Linked DNA regions of Zea mays: all the other regions are linked to region 2. The links are chromatin contacts, called in public Hi-C maps. All regions are on one chromosome and are shown on one strand. The core of a region is the stretch at or near the end of the contact, and the rest is flanking DNA. Distances in the headings are between cores, read along the strand shown.

Region 1 (4,089 bases), core at 895-3,394, 220 kb before region 2:
TTGATAGTGTCAGGTTTCCTGCCATGATGTAAACATATAGACAAGGCATTAGAAAGATGTGCTAGAAAGACTGGACCTCAGTTCTAGCCATGGCTGGTTCACCAACGATAGCTTGCAGCTCTGGAGACACACCACAGACTTTGTTTAACCCTCCAGGACCACCTTTTCGTTTTGCTCCAACACTAGCACTGCTACATTGCCACAACAAGAACACTGAGTTCAGTGAACAGGCTGAACACCAGCAAATGACAGCCAACGCTGACAACTTAGAACATGGGACATATCCATGTCTTGTTCCAGGAGAGTGAAGTGAGTGTCGAGATCTATATCAGAAACAATGTCACATGCAGACAATTTGATGTTTGCAGAATAGTAGTACAGATTTTTTAGTACATACAAAGTGCGATAGATTCCTTTCAAGTGAATCCACATAGCAAACAAATACCTTTCAAGTTCCAGCTAGTTTAGTACCTAAATGTGGGGCCCACTCTGCAAGTCAAATTGGCAGTGATGGAAGTTTCTTCGTTTGAAGCCGGTTGCTTGAAAAGCAAACATTTTGATGGGGTTGAGGGAATCCATTTCCTACGTTAATGGCCTCAGGGGAATTTAATTCTGCATGAATGGTTGACATGACTACGGGAGCATTCAAAGGTTTTCACAGGTACACTAGAAAGACGACCGCCTCCCCTAAGCTTGGAGCCACGGGCATTAAATGTCTAATACAAGTAGAAATGGCGCCTCAAATTCCTCAAATGAATCAACTGGAGCCATTGAAAAGAAGTTCCTTGCCTTCTATTTCACCTAACCCCACTAATCATATCCTCATAGATATTTCTGTCCGCCAGAAACAATCAAGCCCAAATACATGCCACTACAAACCGTGTGACCACCAAAAAAACATGTAAGCTCTTCCGGTTCATCCCACCTCAAATCAACAAACAAAATCTGGAAAGGGCAAATCTTTCGATCCTAGAGCTTTAGGAGCTTTGCTTCGCGTAGACGCTACTCTACCTAACTAAATCTAACTGCACGAGCACCCGCATCTAGCACCTAAGTGGATGCTCGAAACCCTAACTCGAAAGGGGTAACGAAGATGAACTAAAGAGTGCAGGAGTGTCACCTGTTCTTCTTGGAGGCTGCCGGCGCCGGCGCCGGTGGCGGCTCCGGCGCACGGGGACTCTCCCCCGGAGTCGGTGCCGCTGCAGCTGCAACTCTCGCCGCGGCGGCCAGTTGCTGCTGCTGGTGCTGTAGCTGGACGAGCCTCTGCAGCTGCGCCTGGTCGGCCTGCGGCAAGGGCTGGTGCCCGTAGCGGTACGACGCGGGGATGTCAAACGGCGAAGGGGACGCGCCGGCGCGTTGCTGCTGCTGCTGGTGCTGATACTGCTGCGGGGCGGACAGGAAGTACTGCATCTGGTGCTGGTGCTGCTGCGGGAAGAAGTGGGGAACGGCTGGAGAAGGGGCGGGGGCCGACGACGCGGCGGCGGTAGAGAAGTGCATCTGCTGTGGAGGAGTCTCGGCGCGGGGCCCGCCGGCGGCGGCAGCGGTTGCGGGGTCGAAGGGATCCTTACGCGAACCCGTGGGGTCCGGCGCCGGCGCGGCCGCGGGGCCGAGGAGCGCGACGAGGACGCTGCGGATGAGCTGCGCCTTGGGGGAGAGGTCAACGCCGAGCTGCGCCCCGAGCTGGCGCACCACGGCATCCGCCGATATCCCGGTGCCACCCTGCGCAGCGGTGTGCTGGACGAGGGACTCCACGTACTGGGCCAGCTCCTGGTCGGACAACATCGGACTGGCTCGGGGAGGTGGCGTTTCCTCCCTCGTCAGTGGTGGCGGCGGCGGTGGTGCGGCGCCTCCACGCCCTTTTGAAAATTGAAACTGGTAGGGGGTGATGGGGGATATCCCTCGCTGCGGAGGTGCGTTTGGGTTTCGTGGAGTGGTGGGCGGGGCTCGCGGTGGTTCGGGCGCCTTCACGCTGGTTTTGTGGTTTCCGCTGCGACTCCCGGTCCGTGTGCGCGTTGGTGTGGGTAGGGGGAGGGACCGTGGGGGGGAGGGGTCGAAGGATGAATCCCGGATGATGGGGACGAAGGGGTGAAACCTATGTATGGGCAATGAAAAATTATATGCCACGGAATAGTTCATCTGTATTCCTACATAGAAAATTTTCTTGTACGAATCCCAGGAACGCTTGCGAAGAATTTCTTTTCCTAGTTCCCATCGTCTATCTTTCGTGTTTAAATTATAATTAGAACATATATTATTTGTTATTAATATAAATCATTGTTACTTATACACATTGTCAGAATTAAGAAATTACTAGGAATGTGCACGTGCGATGCCACGGAATACAAATTGTGACCCTCTAATGGACTTAGGGCCCTGCCGACGAGCGACGTGAGTACAATAGTGACGGTAAAATCTGTGATTAAACATAAATACAGAACGGTATAAATATGTCTACCCAACTCAAATAATTTCTAAAGAGTAAATATATAATGCTTAATCATAAGCTGGACTTGACGTTGTTGGGGATCCACTCCACAAAGTAGGACGAGTTCTTGTTCTGGACATTAATCATTTGCTCATCAACCTCCTTAGTGCTCATCTTGCCACGGAACATGGCAGAGGCTGTGAGACAGCGACCATGGCGTGGGTCAGCAACACACATCATGTTCTTGGCATCCCACATCTGCTGGGTTAGCTCAGAGACGGTGAGCGCACGGTACTGCTGCGAGCCACGCAAGGTGAGTGGCGCAAAGCCGATCATGAAGAAGTAGAGCCGAGGGAACGAGATCAGGTTGACTACAAGCTTGTGCAGGTCAGAGTTCAGTTGTCCTAGGAAGCAGAGGCAGCAAGTGACACCACTCATCGTTGCACTGATCAAGTGGTTCAAGTCTCCAACTGTCCAGAAACAAACTGTCAAAAGTATTCAAAAATTTCAAAAATACTAAATGACAACATGATTTCTGTAAACACTAAGAAGCAAATTCATTGTTTGAAATCTAGTACAGATCAAATGCCAGCTTGTTTTTTTTATTTCGGCAGCAAGTGACACCGCTCATCGTTGCAATGATCAAGTGGTTCAAGTCTCCAACTATTCAGAAACAAACTGTCAGAAGTATTCAAGAATTTTAAAACACTAAATGACAACATGATTTATGTAAACACTAAGAAGCGAAATCATTGATTGAAATCTGGTACAGATCAAATGCCAGCTTGTTTTTTTATTTCGGTAGCTTTGTGTATATAATCTGCTAACAATACGAATAAATAAAAGCTCAATGAAATTATTGAGCAAAAATATATTGTGGCAAAGCCATCATAGGAATATAAATCTTCTGACAATGCATATCGCAAAGAACACATTTTGAAAACAAGAAAATTAAACTTGAGCTTAAATCAACTTACAGCTAGGGGTCGTCAGCTTCAGAGTTCGGAAGCAAATGTCATAAAGTGCTTCGTTGTCAAGAACCATGCATTCATCAGCGTTCTCAACCAGCCGATGGACAGACATGGTTGCATTGTATGGCTCAACAACAGTGTCTGACACCTTGGGCGAGGGAAAGACAGAAAATGTCAGCATCATCCGATCAGGGTACTCCTCTCCGATCTTTGAAATGAGAAGCATGCCCATTCCAGATCCAGTGCCTCCTCCAAGGGAATGACAGACTTGGAAGCCTGATTACAGCAAGTTAAGAAAATTAGTGAGACTAAGGACACCTGAATGTTACCATCATAGTAAACTCGTGCACAAACAAAATAGAGACAACCTAGATGTGTTCTCTCACAAAAGAGTAGGGCAATGTGTGGTCCAATATCACATAATAAAATACCTATTGAGGGTGTCAATCACATATCCCTCATGACACTTTTGATGTCTTTCAGATATGAAATCAATCAAACAACATACATGGGTCAGACTATAAACAATGTGTAGAAAACCTAATCCTTGTCGATGCAGTCCATTTGTCACAAAATATACTTATCACTACTCACTCCACAGGAGTTTCGGCGAACAGCTAGTGTGCGCCCACGTTGCTAAGGCAAATGACCTGATCGTAATCAATCAATCCAGTGCTTTCATCCAATCTGTAA
Region 2 (4,053 bases), core at 77-2,576:
CGCAGGCGGAATGGTCGCGAAGGTAGTGGAGGCGTTACCGTGGTGAGGATGACCTCAAGCTTGCGGTAGCGGAGGCCATGCCCGGAGAAGAGAAAGGGGTTGGCGGCGAGGCACTGGCGCTGCAGGCGGAGGGCGGCGCGGACGGCGGCCATGGCGACGGCGTGTGGAGGACACTAGGGTTCGGACGAAACCCTCTGCCTGCAGTCGCTCGCCCGCTCCCACGGACGTCGCTGTGCAGCCACCACGTCTCGGATCCCTGCGGCAGCCCCGCCAAATTCACGTAACGGGCCAGTTTGAGCGGCCCATTCCAGCCCATAAACAGCGGGAGACGACAGCCAGGCCCAGGGGATATATGCTCGCTGGTGGCGAGTACGGCGTGCATGCAAGGTGTTTGTGTACCAGCACGGAAAAAATGAATGTGATCCTCATAATTAGGGCCGTGTTTAATCATCAAATATTACCCAGAACAGAGGCGGGACATCAGTTAGTTATCGTACATGTATTTAATAATCTGTCACATAAATATTTTTGGTAATATTATAGTATTTTGTTTTTGAAAAAAAATACATTTTATAAAAATAAAAGTCTTTTATATGATTTAAAACTCTCTATAAATAGTGAAATTAAGTACATGTAATTATGGAACGATATTTATTATTAAAATGAATATGTTCATCTATATTTTACTTTATATATTATGAAAGTCTTATAAACACGGAAACACCGCTAAGTTTAAAAAACTGTAGAACTGAGACTGGCCAACAGGGCCCACCCGCGTACGATCTCATGAAAGCGTCGTCTCTTCGTCCCACCGACACCGCCTCGGCTTCGTCCCTGTCATCGCATCGCGTTTGGCCGCGGCCTCACGTAATCACATCGGCCACGCGCCCAGTCGGTTGTTTTAGTGCCATTAATTAATTATTGGTAGAAGCAGCTGCAGTGCAAAATATATATTATTGAAATGGCAGCTACTAGCTCCAGTCCTACCTGGGCTGGGCTGTCTTCCTGCCTCCCTCTCGCCTCTCGTCGCGGTGGGCTTCTATTTGAGGAGAGGGAGAGCATGCGTGCGGAGAACGTATCTTGTGAGCAAGGACCGTTGGTGCTCCCATGAGCAAAATCAATCCAGACCACACCCTCCACATCCAACGGTGCTGCGTCAGGGGGATTTTTGTAAAATGTTCTTTGCAACTCTGTACATTTTACAAAAATCCCCCTGACGCAGCACCGTTGGATGTGGAGGGTGTGGTCTGAATTGATTTTGCTCATGGGAGCAGCAGGGCTCCTTGCTCACAAGATACGTTCTCATGCGTGAGACCCACCTCTGCCTCTTCCTCACCTCATCCGTACCCGAGCACTGCACAGCACAGCACAGCACAGCACACCACCTTTAGTATATAGCAATAGCACACTCGGCCCCCCTCCTCTTCAACTCCCCCGGCCGTCCTGCTCGCCGGCTTCTGGCTGGCCCCTGCATCCGCCCAGGTCAGTCTCCCGCTCTCCTCCCTGTCGTCCCGCCCCTCTCGCCCCCGCAATCGAATTCCATTCCAGTCCATCCGTGCCATATCCATATCCATATCCATGTGCTGCAATTCCGGAGGATTTTTTTCTTCTTCCTTCTACTAGTAGATCAGAGGCGCTTGGGGGGATTCAGTGTGCGCCGCTGCTACTGGCCTAGTGCAGTTGCAGCTTCAGCTGCACTTGGATCTGGGTCCTCGGCTCCTGCTGACCCGAGGAAGAAGAGCAGACGTTCCTGGTGTCCCGCGCTCCCGTTTCCTTCAACCTGACGCAAATGTCTAACGCAGTAGGGATTTCGTGTCTTCCGCGCTGCTGAGATCTGCAGCCTGCAGGAGACGGTAGTGCCGGTTCATGCGTTAATTTATCATATATGCCGCGTCTTTGTGGGTTGGTAGGTGGGAACTGACGGTTCTATAATGCTGATGCTCAATTCCGCCAGATCGGGACATGGATTGGATGGGCGTTTCTTTTCTCGGGCAGTTGGCACCCATGCTTGTCTTTCGTGGTGATAGGGAAAGGTGGTGTACCAATCGATTGTTTCTTTCAAGCTGTGCCCACTGCTCATTCCGAATCTGTGCATCAAAGATCTGAACACCAATGTTGCGTCATCTCTAGAGCTAATAACACTTCCAAGTCTATGGTAGCTGCTGAGGTTGTTGTCAAGTCAAATATTCCTGCCTACTAGCAAAGAGCAATTCCATGAATCTGTAGAACAAGTGCGTTTGAGATTAGGAACCGCAATTTAGATCTTTTACAGCTGGCGGCTAGCAACTTCGAGCAAATAGCAAATGTGTGAGCTCAGTACCTGTTGCCTACCTCTGGCCCCCAACATTTTTTTTTTTGCTTATGTTTCCAGCTTTGTCAGTTTTACAATTTGCAAAAATAATATCCTGGTACATTAGTTTTCCAGATCTATATGAAAAAAAATAGAAGAAGTTATGATGAGATATCCAGTCAGTGTCTAATATAATGCTGCACTGTTCTTGTGTGTCAGTGTGTGTGACCTCAGGGAATCGATTCGTTCATCCAAGTGAAGGCAACCAGACTCCAGGATGGAGTTCAAAGCCGGCGTTTTCACCGTGGCAATGCTAGCCATCGTCGTGCTCTCCACACCAGCAGCCCCGCAGAAGCCCAAGAGCCCTCCCGCTCCGCGATCCCCAGTCGTCCTGGCGCCGGCGCCAGCGCCCGCACCGGCGGCGCCGCACCACGTGGACCTCGCGGACCTCCTCAGCGTGGCCGGGCCGTTCCACACGTTCCTGGACTACCTGCAGAAGACCGGCGTCATCGAGACCTTCCAGAGCCAGGCGAACGACACGAAGCGGGGCGGCATCACCGTCTTCGTGCCCAAGGACTCGGCGTTCGCGGCGCTGAAGCAGACCACGTTCGCCAACCTCACCCAGGACCAGCTCAGGTCGCTGCTGCTGTGCCACGCGCTGCCCAAGTACTACTCGCTGGCCGAGTTCGACCGGCTGAGCGCGCTCGGCCCGGTGGCCACCCTCGCCGGCTCGCAGTACACGCTGAACCTCACCTACGACATGGGCACCGTCCGCGTGAAGTCCATGTGGTCCGACCCCAAGATCAGCAGCAGCGTGTACTCCACCCGCCCCGTCGCGGTGTACGAGGTCGGCAAGGTTCTCCTGCCGATGCAGATCTTCAAGAGCGACCCCCCGCTGGCGCCTGCCCCCGCTCCGGCACCGGATGCCAAGGCATCCGACGTCGCTCCCAGCCCGGCGTCGGGGAAATCATCAGCGAGTGCGAAGGCGAAGGAGAAGGCGGGAGAGAAGAGCTCGTCGTGCCGAGCCGGTGTCGTCGCCCATTACTTGGCGATCGCTGTCTCCGGCGGCCTGGTGCTCTTGTGGTGAGGATCGACGAGTTCGTCCTCACCGTGTGTCCGTGTCGAAGGAGCAAGTACGGGGTTCAGCTTAGGGCCCCCCGTGTTTAATTTATATATGGGTGTTTATGGATTCATTCTTTTGGACATATGGTAGGCCATTTGTGTTTAGGACTGAGCTGTTGTTGAGTGTTTGCGTCATATGCTTCTACTAGGTGTATGCCCGTGCGTTGCTACGGGACCAACATGTATTGCTAAGATACATTAAGATAAGAAAACACTATAATAAAATATATTGATATACAAAAACACTAATTGTTATTCGACACTTTTTATTAGCATCACTAAAATAGGATGTTTACATACCTTAAAAAATATAAATATAGTTAGATAATTGTGTGTTACTACAATTTTTATATATCACAAGTAGACCTTTTTTAATGGAATAGTTATTCAAACATATTCTAATCCGAGAAGTTTCTATCCACTCCTATCCTCCGTTAAATAGAAAGAACGAAATGTTAGACTATACAAGATGTAGGATCAGCTACAGAAAAAGCAGAGCATCCAAATATCTTACTTCGAAAACTCTGATAGTTAGATGAAATGTGAAGGAACATGAGAAAACTGTGATAAACCACCGGCTTCCATACATGCTTGGGTTTATCATTTATTCAACAAAGTGTTCTCCCAATTTTGGCATGAGC
Region 3 (3,734 bases), core at 722-3,221, 200 kb after region 2:
GAGCTCCTGCCGGGCCGCCGTCATCGGCTCGTTACTATCGTCGAGGCCGTCGGACGCCGAGGTGGACAGCCTGGATACGAGGCCGTCCACGCCGCCGTGGGACTTGAGCTTCTTCACGTCGTGGGTCTCCACGATGGCGCCCAGCTCCTCGGCGCAGACGCCGAAGCCGGCCGCCTTGACGTCGGCGGGGACGGCGTAGTCGCCCTGCGACGGCAGGCCGTGGATGAACTGGAGCGCGGCCTTGGAGACGAGCACCGCGACCCGCAGCTTCTCCTGGTTGGACCGCTTCATGGCGGCGGCCTCGGAGCGCTTGCCCAGGTTGGCGGTGAAGCGGAACCGCCTGGTGGGGTTCTTGACGACGCCGACCACGCTCCGCCATCGCCCCAGGGCCTCCTCCGACGAGTGCTTCGCCTTGACGCCCCCGAAGTTCTCGTTCAGGTAACTCTCCATCTTTGCCCGCGCGCCCAACCTCGCGCACACGGACGGTCACACCCTGAGTCGTCCCTGATCCTCGATCGATGATCTCTCGATCGGTCGCTCTCCTCAGGCTCAGCCCAGCTGCAGCATCCTCGGCGAGCTGCTCGGTCCCGATGCTGTGGCGATGGCGATGGGCCGGTCAGGACGTGCGAGATCGAGAGGAGACGTCGAGGCGTGGGCGCGTGGCAGTGGTTTGTTCTGGATCCGAACAGGACGGATGGCAGGAGAGTGATGGAGGGCAGCCCGTCGACGGAGCGACTGCCACCTCCCCCAGACCCCCACCACGCTCGGAAATCTGCCGGAATTTGTGGGCTGCCACTCCACTACCACTGGCCACTAGTAGTCATCAAAACTCTAAGGCCCTGTTTGGGAGGGCTCTGGCTCCTTTAAAACTGACTCCAACCGTTGCTCTTTTAAAGGAGCAGCTTCTCTGCTAGAGCCGATGTCTTTTACAAATCGTTTGACAAAACGGCTCTTTACTGAACGCCAGTGAGAGGCTGCGCGTGGTGGGAGAGGCTGCACGTGGTGCCTGCGCACTGGGATGGGCGAGGAGCCGGTGTGAGAAAAGGTTTTTTGGGCTCCGGCTTTTAGGAGCTAAACTGGCTTCTGCTCTCTTTAAAGAGCTATTTCAGTAGACTCGTTTGGGAGAGCTCCGTCGGGGAGCCGGAGCTGGAGCCACGGGAGAGCCGTCCCAAACGGCCTCTAAAACGCCGTAGCCCGGCTCGGAGATGCATGCATGCAGACATGCAGTCTGCAGACGTGTACTGTCACAGTGCAGAAAGAGTCAAAGAAGACTGACAGGCCGCGTCGAGCGTTGAAGCCCAGTATGAGAGTTAGTGGGCCGGATTGGACCCAGTAGGAGTTGGTGTATTTTTCCTTTTCCCGGCGAAGTGAACTCTGTGTCGTTTTTGTTAGGAAACCCTAATGAATGGGCAAATACCAAATATGTCCTTGAAGGATCTCATTTCTATAATATATAGAACATGTATCTCTCTCATAATAAAATAGAAGAGAAAAAGATCAAAGGTCCAACCATAAATTGTATTTTTTATGTTCACTCTATCGTGCTTTTGAGAAAGAAGACGGGCTTCCACAACATTTCGTGCCTGTACTACTTACATGAGTGACGGAAGTGGATCTGACGATCCAGATAACATAATTCTCAACATGTCACGACAAAACAAACCAAGAATGTCGACATGAAAATATGTATGTTTTCATGCAAGAAACTAACAATCCTGGTCGATTAATATTGGACTGAAATGAGCAATCCAATTTTATATTAGCAAGCAAAACTATGGCGACTAAAAGGGATTAATTGGTTTGTCTCTAGTTTTTCATATTGGTGCTAAAAGGGAACAAAGGTCATAAGCGAATGACACATGGGACAGCGACTCCGGCCCCACCATGGCGGAGCGCTGGAGCCGGCGTAACTCCGGGCCCATCGGTCGGCAGGTCAGTCAACCGCGCTCCCCGGCCCCCAGTGGCTCGTAGAACATTCGAGAACCCCTCGCCTCCTCCCCCAACGATAAAATCCTCACCGCGCCGCAACGCATCTTCGCCCCACAAACCCTCGTCTCGTGCCACTTTCTCAGTCCCCTCTAGCCGCCGCCTACCGCTCGCGCTCTCCTCGCGTTCGGGAAGGTCGTTTCGCCATGGCCTCGGAGACGGAGACGTTCGCCTTCCAGGCGGAGATCAACCAGCTGCTCTCGCTCATCATCAACACCTTCTACTCCAACAAGGAGATCTTCCTCAGGGAGCTCATCTCCAACTCCTCCGATGTGAGTGGGTTTCACGCTCCCCCAGACGGCCCGATCGTTCTTCTCTCTTTGCGGTTTTAAAGTTAAAATAGACTACTACGTAGACTAGATCTGTGCGCTAAACCCTCCAACCGTCCAATCGATGGGTCGGAGTCTTCATTTGATTTGAATCTGGTGGTGATGGGTTATATCCTGTTGCTGCCGGCGCTTTTTAAATGCTCTACATGCTGGATTAGACGTCTGCCGTAAATCTTATTGGATCGGTTTTGTATCTCGGTGTCTAGTTATCATTTATTATTATCTGCAAGTTCTGTGACGGCTTTCAGCAATCTATTCTACTCAAATTATGTTTTAGTCACTGAGACTTGAGATCGTTATTATTTACGATGAGATGTTTGAACATAGCATGTGTATTAGGGGGATTTGATCAGTGTGAGGCCATTAAATTATCTGTACACTTCGTTTTAGTTTAACAATGTGCTAGTCTAGAATCTGTAGAAGCTGCAGTGTGTGCTGGGTGGGACAAAACAGTATAACTTGATTGATCAGTATGATATCATTAAATTGTCTGTACAATTCGTGTTTTGTTTAACAAATCTGCAGTGGGTGCTGGGTGGTGACAAAATACATTTGAAGTCCCTGTGCTCTTCTGGGATGATGGTTGAATCAAACTACTAAGCCACTAACCTTGATGTCTCTCTGCTGTTTCCAAACAGGCCTTGGACAAGATCAGGTTTGAGAGTTTGACGGACAAGACCAAGCTGGATGCACAGCCAGAGCTGTTCATCCACATTGTCCCCGACAAGGCCAACAACACGCTGACAATCATCGACAGCGGCATTGGTATGACCAAGTCAGACCTTGTGAACAACCTTGGTACCATTGCGCGGTCAGGCACGAAGGAATTCATGGAGGCACTTGCTGCTGGTGCTGATGTGTCCATGATTGGCCAGTTTGGTGTCGGTTTCTACTCTGCCTACCTTGTTGCAGAGAGGGTTGTCGTGACCACTAAGCACAATGATGATGAGCAGTACGTGTGGGAGTCTCAGGCTGGTGGCTCCTTCACTGTCGCACGTGATACCTCTGGGGAGCAACTTGGCAGGGGTACAAAGATGACCCTCTACCTCAAGGATGATCAGGTATAGCAGAAATATACTTGGATCATGTTTTTGCATGTCAGTGTGTTAGTTTCTATTGCCATGCAGCCATGGTTGGTTATTTACTGTTTAACATAGCGCTCATGGATTGCACTGCCAATGCCTTTTGGCTATAGTAGCTTTGTTGAAATCCCTTACCTATTATGTGGATAGTGGGTTTATTTCTAAGCTACTATGGAAATTGTGCTTATGTTCTGTTAGGTTGACCAAATGTAGAAATATGAAACGAAAATGACTGACTGATTTTGACTGTAAATGTGGATGGTAAAAGTGATCAGTGGTTGCCTTAAATTTATGGTTGATTGGTTCATCGTAGGATTATCAGGAACTAGTTTTTTGT

What was found. A called contact is a pair of places that touch in the nucleus more often than the background predicts.
Region 1: a contact with region 2 is called in a Hi-C map of leaf, with 6 times the contacts expected there. The contact joins the promoter of LOC103654486 here to the promoter of LOC100281475 in region 2. A contact is called at or near these places in 14 of 25 Hi-C or Micro-C datasets (ear, endosperm, leaf and 3 more) and 2 of 3 datasets of contacts at active chromatin or transcription factors (leaf and seedling).
Region 3: a Hi-C map of endosperm shows a contact between it and region 2, with 1.9 times the contacts expected there. The contact joins the promoter of LOC100384478 here to the promoter of LOC100281475 in region 2. A contact is called at or near these places in 5 of 25 Hi-C or Micro-C datasets (bundle sheath, ear, endosperm and 1 more).

The regions. Positions count from the first base shown.
Region 1 is chr4:204,889,151-204,893,239 of Zm-B73-REFERENCE-NAM-5.0, reverse strand. It overlaps LOC103654486 (formin-like protein 5), which reads right to left and starts at 2,144. Exons shown (of 6, transcript XM_023302395.2): 1 at 1,121-2,144; 2 at 77-191. The coding sequence starts at 2,136. It overlaps LOC103655853 (tubulin beta-1 chain), which reads right to left and starts at 3,661. Exons shown (of 2, transcript XM_020552809.2): 1 at 3,403-3,661; 2 at 2,498-2,895. The coding sequence starts at 3,628. The coding sequence ends at 2,498.
Region 2 is chr4:204,670,683-204,674,735 of Zm-B73-REFERENCE-NAM-5.0, reverse strand. LOC100281475 (fasciclin-like arabinogalactan protein 7) reads left to right here and starts at 1,326. Exons shown (of 1, transcript NM_001154393.1): 1 at 1,326-3,547. The coding sequence starts at 2,568. The coding sequence ends at 3,377. It overlaps LOC100282104 (50S ribosomal protein L9-like), which reads right to left and starts at 186. Exons shown (of 6, transcript NM_001155017.2): 1 at 39-186. The coding sequence starts at 152.
Region 3 is chr4:204,476,570-204,480,303 of Zm-B73-REFERENCE-NAM-5.0, reverse strand. LOC100384478 reads left to right here and starts at 1,971. Exons shown (of 3, transcript NM_001177009.1): 1 at 1,971-2,258; 2 at 2,954-3,376. The coding sequence starts at 2,133. LOC103654477 (calcium-transporting ATPase 10, plasma membrane-type) reads right to left here and starts at 834. Exons shown (of 5, transcript XM_008681307.3): 1 at 1-834. The coding sequence starts at 450.